Linked DNA regions of Cricetulus griseus: region 1 is linked to region 2. The links are chromatin contacts, called in public Hi-C maps. All regions are on one chromosome and are shown on one strand. Each heading gives the region's core, a stretch centred on a gene start, on an enhancer-like site or on the middle of the called end of the contact. The rest is flanking DNA. Distances are from core to core; before and after follow the strand shown.

Evidence for each region. Hi-C and Micro-C count contacts between places; a contact is called where the count stands out from the background.
Region 1: a Hi-C map of liver shows a contact between it and region 2, with 3 times the contacts expected there. The contact joins the promoter of Idh1 here to the enhancer-like site in region 2. A contact is called at or near these places in 5 of 8 Hi-C or Micro-C datasets (the CHK-Q cell line, the CHL-YN cell line, the CHO-K1 cell line and 2 more).

The regions. Positions count from the first base shown.
Region 1 is chr2:419,144,524-419,150,090 of CriGri-PICRH-1.0, forward strand. Idh1 (isocitrate dehydrogenase [NADP] cytoplasmic) reads right to left here and starts at 3,366. Exons shown (of 9, transcript XM_027397107.2): 1 at 3,211-3,366. LOC103163833 (a long non-coding RNA gene) reads right to left here. Exons shown (of 3, transcript XR_004768680.1): 2 at 3,974-4,120; 3 at 3,533-3,867.
Region 2 is chr2:419,093,624-419,099,510 of CriGri-PICRH-1.0, forward strand. It overlaps CUNH2orf80, which reads right to left. Exons shown (of 8, transcript XM_035439236.1): 3 at 5,454-5,536; 4 at 3,212-3,299; 5 at 2,608-2,679. Among named protein-coding and RNA genes, the nearest start is that of CUNH2orf80, 6.0 kb to the right of the region's middle. Within about 2 kb of position 4,573, at least 1 of the 6 cell types and tissues checked has open chromatin away from gene starts, as enhancers often do.

The sequences.
Region 1 (5,567 bases), core at 2,116-4,615, 50 kb after region 2:
CCCATGCTTGTCCGAGTCATGTTCCTTGGTATCTCAAATCCTGCCCTGCTCCCCTGGCACTTCAGGGGCAAGAGCAGTGGCCTATAGGCCGGGATACCATGTTGTTCTAAGAAGACATATTACTTCAAAAAGTATTAATTTATCTGATTCCAATAAAGTCTAAAGGTAGACTGTTTGGAAGAAGAGAAACTTCAAGGCCTTTGAAAACACTGTGCTTGTTGCTCAGGAGGCAAAGGGTCCCTGAGCCCTGTAAAAGTATCTGTTCCTTCTAATGGCACTGTTGTGAAACAGTTTCCTCTGGCATTGAAACATTCCCTCCAGTACCAAGCTCTTTAAACAGGCAGGTAAACAACTCAATTAATGCTGAGACTCTCTCAGAGTAGGGAAGGCAAGCTTTGAGGAAGACTCTTGAGATTAGACCAACTTCCTGGGGAGAGGTTTTATACCAACTGTGTCACTTGGAAAGGACACTCTCCAACCCGTTGAGCTGCCTGCAGGCTGTGCAGTGTCCTGCAGGTTCCCAGCTTTTGTGAGTGGTCACCCATGCTGAGGTGGGCTTTGGTGATGCAGCTGTTCTTGGGTCATTTCTGGTTCTGTCTGAAACCTCTAACACATATTCCTGTAATCCCAATAATACTCATTGGCTTACCAAGTTGGGCTTTGGTGATATCCTTATTTGATCTGTTGTGGGAACTCTATCTGGGGTGACTAGATGTGTGTTGCATCTCCCCAGGAAAAGTCTTGTCACACACAACAGACACTATAATGGGATATTGATTTCCAAAAAATGCAATTGCAGATTTCTCTCAGTTGTAGCTAAGAACCAGGAAAGTCTTGGGACTTTAAAACAATTATTAGATAACAGCCTAAAGTCATCTTGAAAAGTACAGCTAAACTAATTGGACCCTAAAGTTAAATTTTAAAAAAAAAGTAGTGATTATTAGACAGTAGGTCTCAAATCCTCACAAGAAACCAGGAATATTTTCTCAATTCTCAAGTCCCATCTTAACTTCTTAGATTTGCAATTCTAGAATCCTATTTCCAGTATTGGGGTACCCTTAGTCCACTACCAGAGAAGTTTCTGGAAGGCAATTAGAAGAAATCAACAAACTGGTATGGGTGAACCAATACTACCTGTCAGATACAACTTAAAGATTAACTTACAGTAGAGCATAAAGCCCATAATTAATCCCATTTTCACCACAACCGGGCTTTAAACCCAAACAAAGCCAAACAAGACAGCAAACTTATCTTGTTTTTGATACTACATTTTTCACGGCCATGTTCCTACACAGCATTACACAACAGTTATGACTAGGCTATTTTCCTGTGATGGCAAATACAGCTAATAAAAGATCACAATGCCTGGAATGTCTGCCATTTTTGTTTTGGTTTGTTATTTCCTCCTTGGTGAATATGTACTCTGCCATAATCATCCTATATCTCAGAACACAATAATGATACATGCCAGATTTCCCTCACTCTATTCTTTTTTGTTTTTTTTTAGCACCTGTTAACTAAAAAAAAGTGAAGCTGTACTGTGACTATTACTGCATTCTGAATTTGCTTTCCATGAGACACGGGCTCTACATATCCCTGGATCCCATTTATCATTGGGTCTTAATTTTCTGAATCCACCCAACCCCAACCTTTGAAGGAAACTGTGATCCAAGGCCTTCAGCTACTAGCTCATTTATATAGTCTGAAGGCAGCTAAATTCCAATCTCTTGACATGCTTGTGCAATTCCAGAAAAATAAACATAGTAATGACAACAGACTAGTTGAAGCAATAGGAGCCCTTTACCATACTTAATTTCCATAAATCTCAAGCTTCTATTTTGAACCAATTTATTCAGCTGTGTTCAAGTTGCAAAACATATGAGTTGCAGTATATTGTTGGAAAATTCCCTTTTCCCTCTTTTGCAGTACTTAAACTTGCACCCACGCCCAATTAACTGTACAGTGTGGCCACATTAAAGAAAGCAGGTTGAAGGGCTAAGTTGCTAATTCTCACCTTGATGGTGAATGGACCTCCATAACAAGGCCTCTTAATTTTGCTGACTCAGACGACTGTAATTTCAATTTCTCTTCCAAAACAAAGCAAAATCGGGAACAGAAAGTCTTAACATACAAACACCCCTGCCAGGAGGATCTGGTTGGTTTTAATACCAGACTGACAGCCCAGTTTATCTGGTTTAAAGTACAGTGCTGAGTGTGTCTGGAGAGGCAAAGGGCAGTTTCTTTGCACAGAAGCCTTCCAAATAAAAGTCAAAAGACTACAAATATCTATGCATGCGCTCACGGAGGGTGAGTCCCAGAGCAAGCGCCTTGCTCCTGGCTTTTTGTGGGTTTCTGGTTTGTTCGACCTCGGGTGACACTGTAAGCCAGCAGATATCCTTGTTGGCATTGTGCAAGAGGTCTAAAACTGAAGCTGACTCGGTTCCTTCTTCTAGATCCTCACGCCTGTCCTATCTCTCAGCGGTGCCAGGACCTTTTAATACCAGGTCCACCCAGCTGGCTGCAGAACTCCTCCAGAACTCAAATCCATGAGGAGCAGGAAGAAGGGGAAAGAGTCCTTCTCCAATCCTCAGGGCGCCCCCAAGTGGCTAAGCAAACACTCCAGATTGAAGCTGGAGGCCCGCCCACCCTCATCCCCTCCCTCACGAACAATCTCACTAGCACTTCTCCGGCCTCAAGGCAGGTCCCACCCCCCTCCCGAACATTGATGAGTACTGAGCACACGCCTATAGTTCCCGGCTCACACCCTTTCTGCAACCCGTTCCCTAAGGTCGCATACTTTCTTCCTCTAACACCCAAGACTCAGAGTTCTGTGCGTTCTCCCCACAGCTAGATTCTCCTCCGCCGGTGTAGATCTGCTTTGGCACTTGTCACAGCATGCAACGTCCCTGCGGCCCGAATCTTACGACCCCACCCTCGGGAGCGCCCTTCTTTACAGAAAGGCAAGCCGCTCTCCGCTACCCCCACTTCCCTTCCCTAAGCCCAAACTCTGGGAAGTGTCCCTCGGCGCACCAGGGCCTTTCCACTGGGTTCATCTCTGCACAGCCAGGAGCTGAGTTGGCTTCCTTTTCACTCCAGCCTTCCACGGAATAGCCTAACGACGAGGGGCGGCGGCTGCCGAGCCTAGCTTGGGGCACCAGCAGGGAGGCGAAAGAGCACCCACTTGCAGCCCGGGGCGCCCCGGCTACTCACCGGCTCACGCCCGTGCGTACACAGCCTGTCTCAACTCAACTCCGCCGCTGCTGGCTCAGCATCCGCCACAACCTTCGCACCGACGACCGGGGGCAGGGTCAAGGCTTTTTAACTCTTCCCGGCTTTGTCTCCTCCCAGGCCCCACCCCCTCAGCCCACCTCCCGTAGCCCCGCCCCCTCCACGACGCCATTCGTCGCGCGCGGACTTCCTTGGGGTGGGCGGGGCCAGAGAGAGAGAGAGAGAGACAGAGAGAGAGAGACAGAGAGAGAGACAGAGACAGACAGAGACAGAGACAGAGACAGAGACAGACAGAGACAGAGACAGAGAGACAGACAGAGACAGAGAGAGAGAGAGAGAGAGAGAGAGAGAGAGAGAGAGAGAGAGGAGAGCTAGGTCCTCCCGGGTGTTCCAGGTGGGGGATGGGGGCTGCCACGCCGCCGGGATTCCTCGGGGACACCCTGCCGCTGAGGAGCAAGAATGCCACCTACCGACAGGCTCCAGAACGCTCAGTGTCTTGGTTCTCACCCAGGGAGAGCTCCTGAGACTGGATTTTGGCAGGTTCCCTTCTTGGCCTTTCTGGATGCCTCTTAAGATGGAATGTGCTTCTGAAGAGTATGCGTTTGGGGGCCTCAAACGTGGGGGCGACTATAGACGCTGCTAGAATGCAAAGGCTGAACCGGCCGCCATATCACCTCAATAATTCCCTCCACCGCCAACGATCTGTATTCCCAGCTGTTACCATTTATAAATAAGCCCCACTCACCATTTGCCATGGAAGACAATGAAGTTTATTTTCTAGGTTCCGATGAAGCCGCACTAGATAGAGATCCAGGGTCCGGGATCTTAGAATTCTCAAGAGTGGCTTAAAAACATTCTTCTCTCTTCAGAGATTTCTTTTCTGCATGTGTTCCTTAGTTTTGAAAATAAGAATATTATGACTTGTAGGACAATAGATCCTTGGCTGCTCAAGGTTCAACGTTCCAAAATTCACTTTTAAAACATACAACATTGTACTGTATAGGCTAACAAGATGCATTTTGGACACTAGAGGGAGCTAGTATTTCCAAGGTGGAAAAGGATATATACGTCAAGTGGATTAACGGGATACAAGCACCCACTTCAATTTATTCTTATGAAATGATTAGAGAAGTATGTGAGTTTATCTTTTCACCTCTAATCGTATCATACCATAAATCACAGGAGATTGTAAATGTTACTTCCTACCGCACCAGGATCATATAGTTTATTAATAAAAGTATTCATATCCATTCATGTTCTAGAAAGCATTCTAGAATAAATTCAGGAAACATAGAATATAACACAATAAGAGTATTGATTATATGTGACGGAAAAGGTAAAAAGAATGCACAGGATATCATACAGAACGAAGGTAATTTTGTTTTGTTTTGTTTTTTGTTTTTCAAGATAGAGTTTCTCTGTATTGCTTTGGAGTCTGTCCTGGAACTCACTCTGGAGACCAGGGTGGCCTCTGAACTCACAGATGGCCATGATAATGAGTCAAGTTCTAGCCTACTAGGCTGGTCTGGTGACTGTACTTCTCAATGAGCTTATATACTGTCTTCAGTGCTAGCAACTGACACTAAAGAAACCCAGGTTCACATCCCCTGCTCAGCTGCCTCTTCTGAGCTCCAGATACATGTAGCTCGCTGCCTCCTGGATACCCCCATTTTCCTGTCCCACAGACTTTCACATTTAACAATCCTAGAACTTGACTAAGAAAGATAAGAAAAAGACAGAGCCTGGAAATAACTTGACAAGTAGGAAGACCTCGTGGATGCAGTTTTAGTAGGATGATTCTAAATTGATTATGATAGGAGCCATGCTGCAAAAGACTGAATTGTGAATGAGAGATTTTGAAAGGGAGAAAAGAAAGATGATTGTGAAAACACTTTTTAATAAAGATTTTCTCATGGAGTCTAGTCTAGCATTGAATTTTCTAGGTAGCTGAGACTAGCCTACAACTCCTGATCTTCTTGCCTCCACATCCTCCAAGTGTTGAGGTTACAGGCATGATACCTGGCTAGAAAACACAATTTTGATGATTACAAACTTTCCATCAATTGGCATACTTACAGGCCATTTGTCCTGAGCAGAGTAGAACTGCTTCTATTACTTTGGAGTCATTTGTGTTGGTTGTTTCTGTTTTATTTCCTTATTGTATCAATAACAGTGTAAAACACATATTTATATTGCTTGTTAAAAATGCTTCTATCTTGAGCCGGCCTTTGGTGGCACACACCTTTAATCCCAGCACTCCGGAGGCAGAGGCAGCAGATCTCTGTGAGTTCGAGGCCAGCCTGGTCTCCAGATCGAGTGCCAAGACAGGCTCCAAAGCT
Region 2 (5,887 bases), core at 3,323-5,822:
AAATGGGGTGAGCTGTGGGAAGACAGAGGAAAGCTGATGCCCTGGGGTTCTTTGTTCAGTGCCCTTCTCTCCTTCCACCCACTTTTATTCTGTCTGCCTTCCTTTCTTTTGTCCCCTTCTGTCAAATGAGGCTGAAGAATGTTTTTATCAGTTGCTTTATAGGCTCATGGACGATTTATTATTTTTCAATTAGGTATTTTATATGTATGTGAAGACAGTGGTAAATATCCCACACTTATGTAAAGGCTTTAATTGAACCTTTTCTGGGTTCAGACTCCTCATCAGAAAAACAAAACAAACAGAAAACCAAATTCCTTATTAACAAAAAATGGCCATCTATCAGGCCTACCGCAGATAGTGATCAGAACCTGCCTTGGCGCCTTTCTATCACCAGGGAGCAGCAGAGAGTCTCAGAGAAAGTCACTAGACTGCACAGTTCCAAGTCGTTTCCAGTTGCCAGAAATTCATCCTAATCAGATTTGTATTCCACCAGGTTTTAAACTCTGGCTTAGAAACTATTTCAGCTGTTGCTTTGGCAACATTTTATCCAAAGGAGTCAAAGGTCATTCCGATAGAAGTGGTAATTAAAGAACCTTTGACAATATTGTTGTTAAACCATGCCAGCTTCTAATTAAAATCATTACTTTTGAAGTTATGTTAAACCCCAAAGTGGTCCTACAGTTTAATTTTTGAAATGCTACATTGCTGCTGAGAGATCCTGCTGGTTTCTCATCCAAGTTGAAGAGAAGTCCTCAGGTGCAGTCAAGCCTGCAATTCTGCAAGGGTGGGTAGGAGCTCCTGGTGGGGGGAAGGGCTGCTAGCATTACTTCCTCAAACCGCAATCACTCGGGGAACTGGCTACTCAGATAGGCCAAGTTTGCATTGTGTTAATAATATACACACTTGATTAGCTGTTTAATGTTTGGATGCTTAGAGTTGTGAGTCTTAATCAGATGTGATTTTGTCCCTAGGACACATTTGGCAGTTGGGAAGTCAATGAGAAAAGGCAGGTGGCCACCATTAGCTGGGTCTTTATGCTTGAGCATAAGCCTAATGGATCTGGTCCTCATTCTGAATGGTAGAATAAATCAAACAAATGGCAGAGTATGACTTTCTAGGTCCACAGTACTGAAAGCACCAGTGAGAAGTTACAGTGGGCAGAAACAATGGGATCTGGACTCCTAGTCCAGTGCTCTCTCTGCTGCCAGACTCAGCCATCCACAAAACACACTGGCAGCTACTATGTACTGCTCCACTTACAAGGGGGTATTTTACAAGCATGTGTGACTCAAGATGTAGCTGCATCTGGTTTTTATCTTTATTAAAATTAGAATTAGCCGGGCATTGGTGGCACATGCCTTTAATCCCAGCACCCAGGAGGCACAGGCAGGTGGATCTCTGTGAGTTCCAGACCGGCCTGGTCTACAAGAGCTAGTTCCAGGACAGCCTCCAAAGCCACAGAGAAACCCTGTCTCAAAACTCGTGGCTACTGTAGGATGTTTGATCTTGGTCAGGGATGTTTTATCTAGATAACAACACTTAGTCTGAGGTGTGGTTATTCTTGACCCTCAAGGCCAGATAATAGGAAATTGAGTCTAAGGTGTGGCTACCAAATGTTTGGAGAATTAAGGAAGTCTGTTTGTTCCTTGTACATGATAAAGAAGTCTTTTGCCACGTCCCCCTTTTGGTTGGGGTTCTTAAGAATGTTGAAGAATAAACTTGGGGCATCCAGTAGTCACTGGATTGCCTGTGTCTCTGTCTTTTCTTAGCGTCTTTATCTGCCGTTTCTCAATCCACACTCCCCCTCTCATGTACGAACCTGGCAAGTCACCTGGATTTGACTGAAGCCCCACAAAGACGGATTACAACAGATTGGCACTGCAACTTGGGCCTACTATGGATGGCTACAACAGGGGATGGTGGGCACAAGCTTTCATGCAAAGGTCAGAGGGCAGCCTGCAGGAGTGTGCTTGTTTTCTCCTTCCACTGCGTAGTTTTTGGATTTGAATCAGGGAATCAGTATTTACTGCAGGAGCTGCAATCTCACTAGTTCAGTTTTTACTTTTTGACATAAAATTGTTATTTAACTGATGCCTGAAAATATGTCATGTGAATATATATGCTAAATAATCTCATCCAAGGTCTGAGAATGCAGCTAAATGGTAAAACGGATGCTTAGCATGTAGAAGACTCTGAGTAGAGTCCCCAGCAACACACATGTACATACTCACAGACACAGATACATAGACATAAAGAGCTATGAGCTAAGGGCTGGGAGTATATGTCAGTGGTACAGCACTTGCTTAGCATACCCATAAACGGGCCCAGAGTTCAATCCCTAGCATGTATATTAGTTGTCTCATATCTCCCTGTGGTGGTGGTGGTGGCAGCAGTAGTGCACGCCTTTAGTCCCAGCACTTGGGAGGCAGAGTCAAGCAGATCTCTGTGAGTTTGAGGCCAGCCTGGTCTACAGAGTGAGATGCAGAACATCCAGGTCTACACAGAGAAGCCCTGTCTGGAAAAACAAATAAAAAAACTAAAAACTAAAAAAAAAAAAAAAAAAAAAAAAAAAAAAAAAAAAAAAAAAAAGTCTCATATCAGGCTTACCTTGGTAGAATCAGGATTGGCTGAGGAATAGGCCCCATAAATTTTAAGGACTTTCTCAATTGGGATACTGTTCTGTGAAATTAAAAACAATGTGTTGTTGTATTGTGGCTTTTTCTTTATTAAAAAACAAAATTACGGCTGCTCCAATGGGTCTAATACAGTGTGAGGCAGCACAGCAAGTAGACTATAATTTCTAGATTAATGTGTAAACAAGTTTTCTAGACACTAATATCTTTTTTTCTTCTCTTCCATAAATATTTTTTGCAATACGGTATGGAAGCTAAATTTTTTATTATGCATTTAAAATCATAAATGCTACTCTTAGTAAATCCCAGGCATTTAGGATCAATATTGAAAACACATAAATATGCATTGGTACCAAAATGAGCTTAGAAGTCATAGAATGAAGCCTGGTGGTGGTGGCGCACGCCTTTGATCCCAGCACTTGGGAGGCAGAGGCAGCTGGATCTCTGTGGGTTTGAGGCCAGCCTGGGCTACAGAGCAAGTTCCAGGACAGCCAGAGATACACAGAGAAACCCTGCCTTGAAAAATTAAAAAAAAAAAAAAGACATGGAATGTCTGCATACAGTGTTCTTTCCCTCACCATTAAGACTCCAGCATAAGATGACAAGATCACTGCTTCTCTCTCTCTTCTGTTTGGATACACAGGTCTGCCATGAAGTGGTACTTTCCTAGGGGGAAATACGGATGGAAAAGAGGCCAATCTCAGATGTCATTCCTCCAGAGCCATCCACCTTGGTTTTTTGAGTCAGGGTCTCTCACTGGACCAAGAAGGATAGGCTGCCAGCAAACACCAGGGATCCATCCACCTCTTTGCCTCTTCAGTGCTGTGACTGTAAATCTAAGCCACCATGCCCAGTAGTTTATATGAGTGCTGGGGACCAAATTCAAGTCCCCTTGCTCGAACAGTGAATGCTGACAGAGCCAGCTGTCTTCCAGGCTTCTTATTCTTTTTGATACCTGCTAAGGTATCAAAAAGGTAACCATCAATGGCTGGGCATTATCCACACTTTAAATAGGAGTAATATGATTGATTTTCTGTTGATGTAACACTTACTTTGAATTTTTAATCTTCCAACAAAGTGATGAATTTTTCCTTATTGTCTGTTTTCGATAGAGCTGTCACAAATGCTGACTGGCCCCATGGTGGCTGGTTATGGCTTGGCTAGCAGGTATCCTCTCCGCTTCTCATCGTCTACTTGGAGGGAGCCTGCCTTACTTTACAGGAAGCTTGCACAGCTTTAGGGAGGTTGGTTGATTCTAGGAATGGGTCTGGCTGGTGTGTTCCATGTCCAGACAAATCAGGAAACTGAGACACATGTCATGTCTGCTTGTTGTTTGTTTAAATCCATCCTGGTTTGGACTGAACCTTGTCAAATGAGCTGACCCTAATAGTGTCCACCCAGAAGAAAGAGGCTGGGGGGTAGGACCTGGTAGCATCAGGTGAGGTTTAAAAAATCATAGTGTGTGTGTGTGTGTGTGTGTGTGTGTGAGAGAGAGAGAGAGAGAGAGAGAGAGAGAGAGAGAGAGAGAGAGAGAGAGAGAGAGCTTGCTTCACTGTGGAGCAACTGTGAAGGTTAGGAGACATTTTGAGGGAACTTGTTCTCTCCTTCCATCATGTGAGCTCTAGTGACTGAACTCAGTCAGGCTTGTTGGCAAGTTCTTTACTCACTGAGACATCTCATCACCCTGAGTTTGGAATTACTGTGCCTAACAATCCAATTCACAAACTTTTCATATACAGAGGCAATCAAACTTGCCCCCCCCCCTAGTCTTCTCTATTTCTTGTGCCCCACCACCACCCCACCCCACCCCTGCCCTTCTGCCTTGCTCTTGTTCCTTCCTTGAGGTTGTTCAAACTGGATTTTCTGCTTATTACTGTCGATTCCTGACTGTGACCTTGAGCCAGGAGCGTAGGATAGTATTTGGACTTTGGAATGAGCTATTCGATGGCCTCTCATTTCCCTGTTCTGACCAGTTGAATGCAGCTGCTGAGTTGCTTGATACACTTGAAGGAAAATGCTGCTGATCTTGGACAGGAAGTGATCGCACAGACTCAAGCACTTAGCTGTTTACATGATCCAGAAACTGTGTAAGACGGTCCTTGGGAGGCAATTTCAGGCTTTACGTACAGAACTGTCCATTTAAAAATAACAGCTTGTATATAATACAGTGAAGTCACACTGCTCAGAAAAGAGCATCCACACAAGATTTTTTTTTTTTTTAACTCGACAGAAACCAATGATTAGAAATACAAACCATGTGAGCGTAGCTATGATGTCCTCGGGCTGCAGCTGTAGCATGTCTTCAGACTTCTGGCTGGAGGAAGAAGTTTGACCTGTGTTTCTAGATCAGAGTGCCTTAAGAAGATGACAGACAGGGCTGGAACTTCCTCTATCAATGAGAGTCACTCTTTAAAAGGGAAAACCAGAAGGGATGTGGATATGGCTCAGTATGTAAAGTGCTTGTCTTGTGCAAGCGTGAGGACCTGAGTTTGGAACCTTCCCTTATCAGCCATGTAAAGATCTGGGCATGGTGGCACAGCCTGCAATCCTAGTGCTGGGGACATGGAGATGGGGGCAGGAGGAGGCTCCCTAGGGGTGGCTGGCCAGCTAGGCTTGCTGGCGGTGAGCTCCAGATTTCAGTGGGAGAGAGATGCTATCTCAAAAACTAAGATGAAAAGTGACAGAGGAAGACACAGACATTGACCTCTGACCTCTGTATACACCCACATCCATTCACAGAAATGCGTGTACGCACTTATCTCCCTACCCACACTTAATAAGTATATTAAAAATAAAAACATCAAACATATTCCAACTTACAGTTTCTCCCACTGGAGCCAAGTTAAGTCTTCTGAGTGATGTAGCCACTGACAAGCAACACTGATGGCTAAGTCATAGTGGGCCTGGAAGCCGGAAGTAGAGAGCAGAGGGCAAGAGTGTGGGTTCAGATATCAGCAAAACACTTCCCTGACAATGGCATCACTAAACCCATCCTCTATCATGTTCCAACTGGGGCGGCGGCGGGGGGGGGGGGGGGGGGGGGGGGGGGAGGGGGGGGGAGGGGAGGGGGGTCCTTATTTGTAAATAGCCTGATGCTCAGCTAGAGATGTTTCAAGATCTTCGGGCGTTTACTTTAGCTCTGGCTAAGCAGTTACTTGCCCTGTGTGGTTCAGAAATGAAAGAATCCTCAACTGGGGTATGTGGCCTTACACTGTGATTGCCAAAGACTCACATATATTCTTGGGTGAGGCACT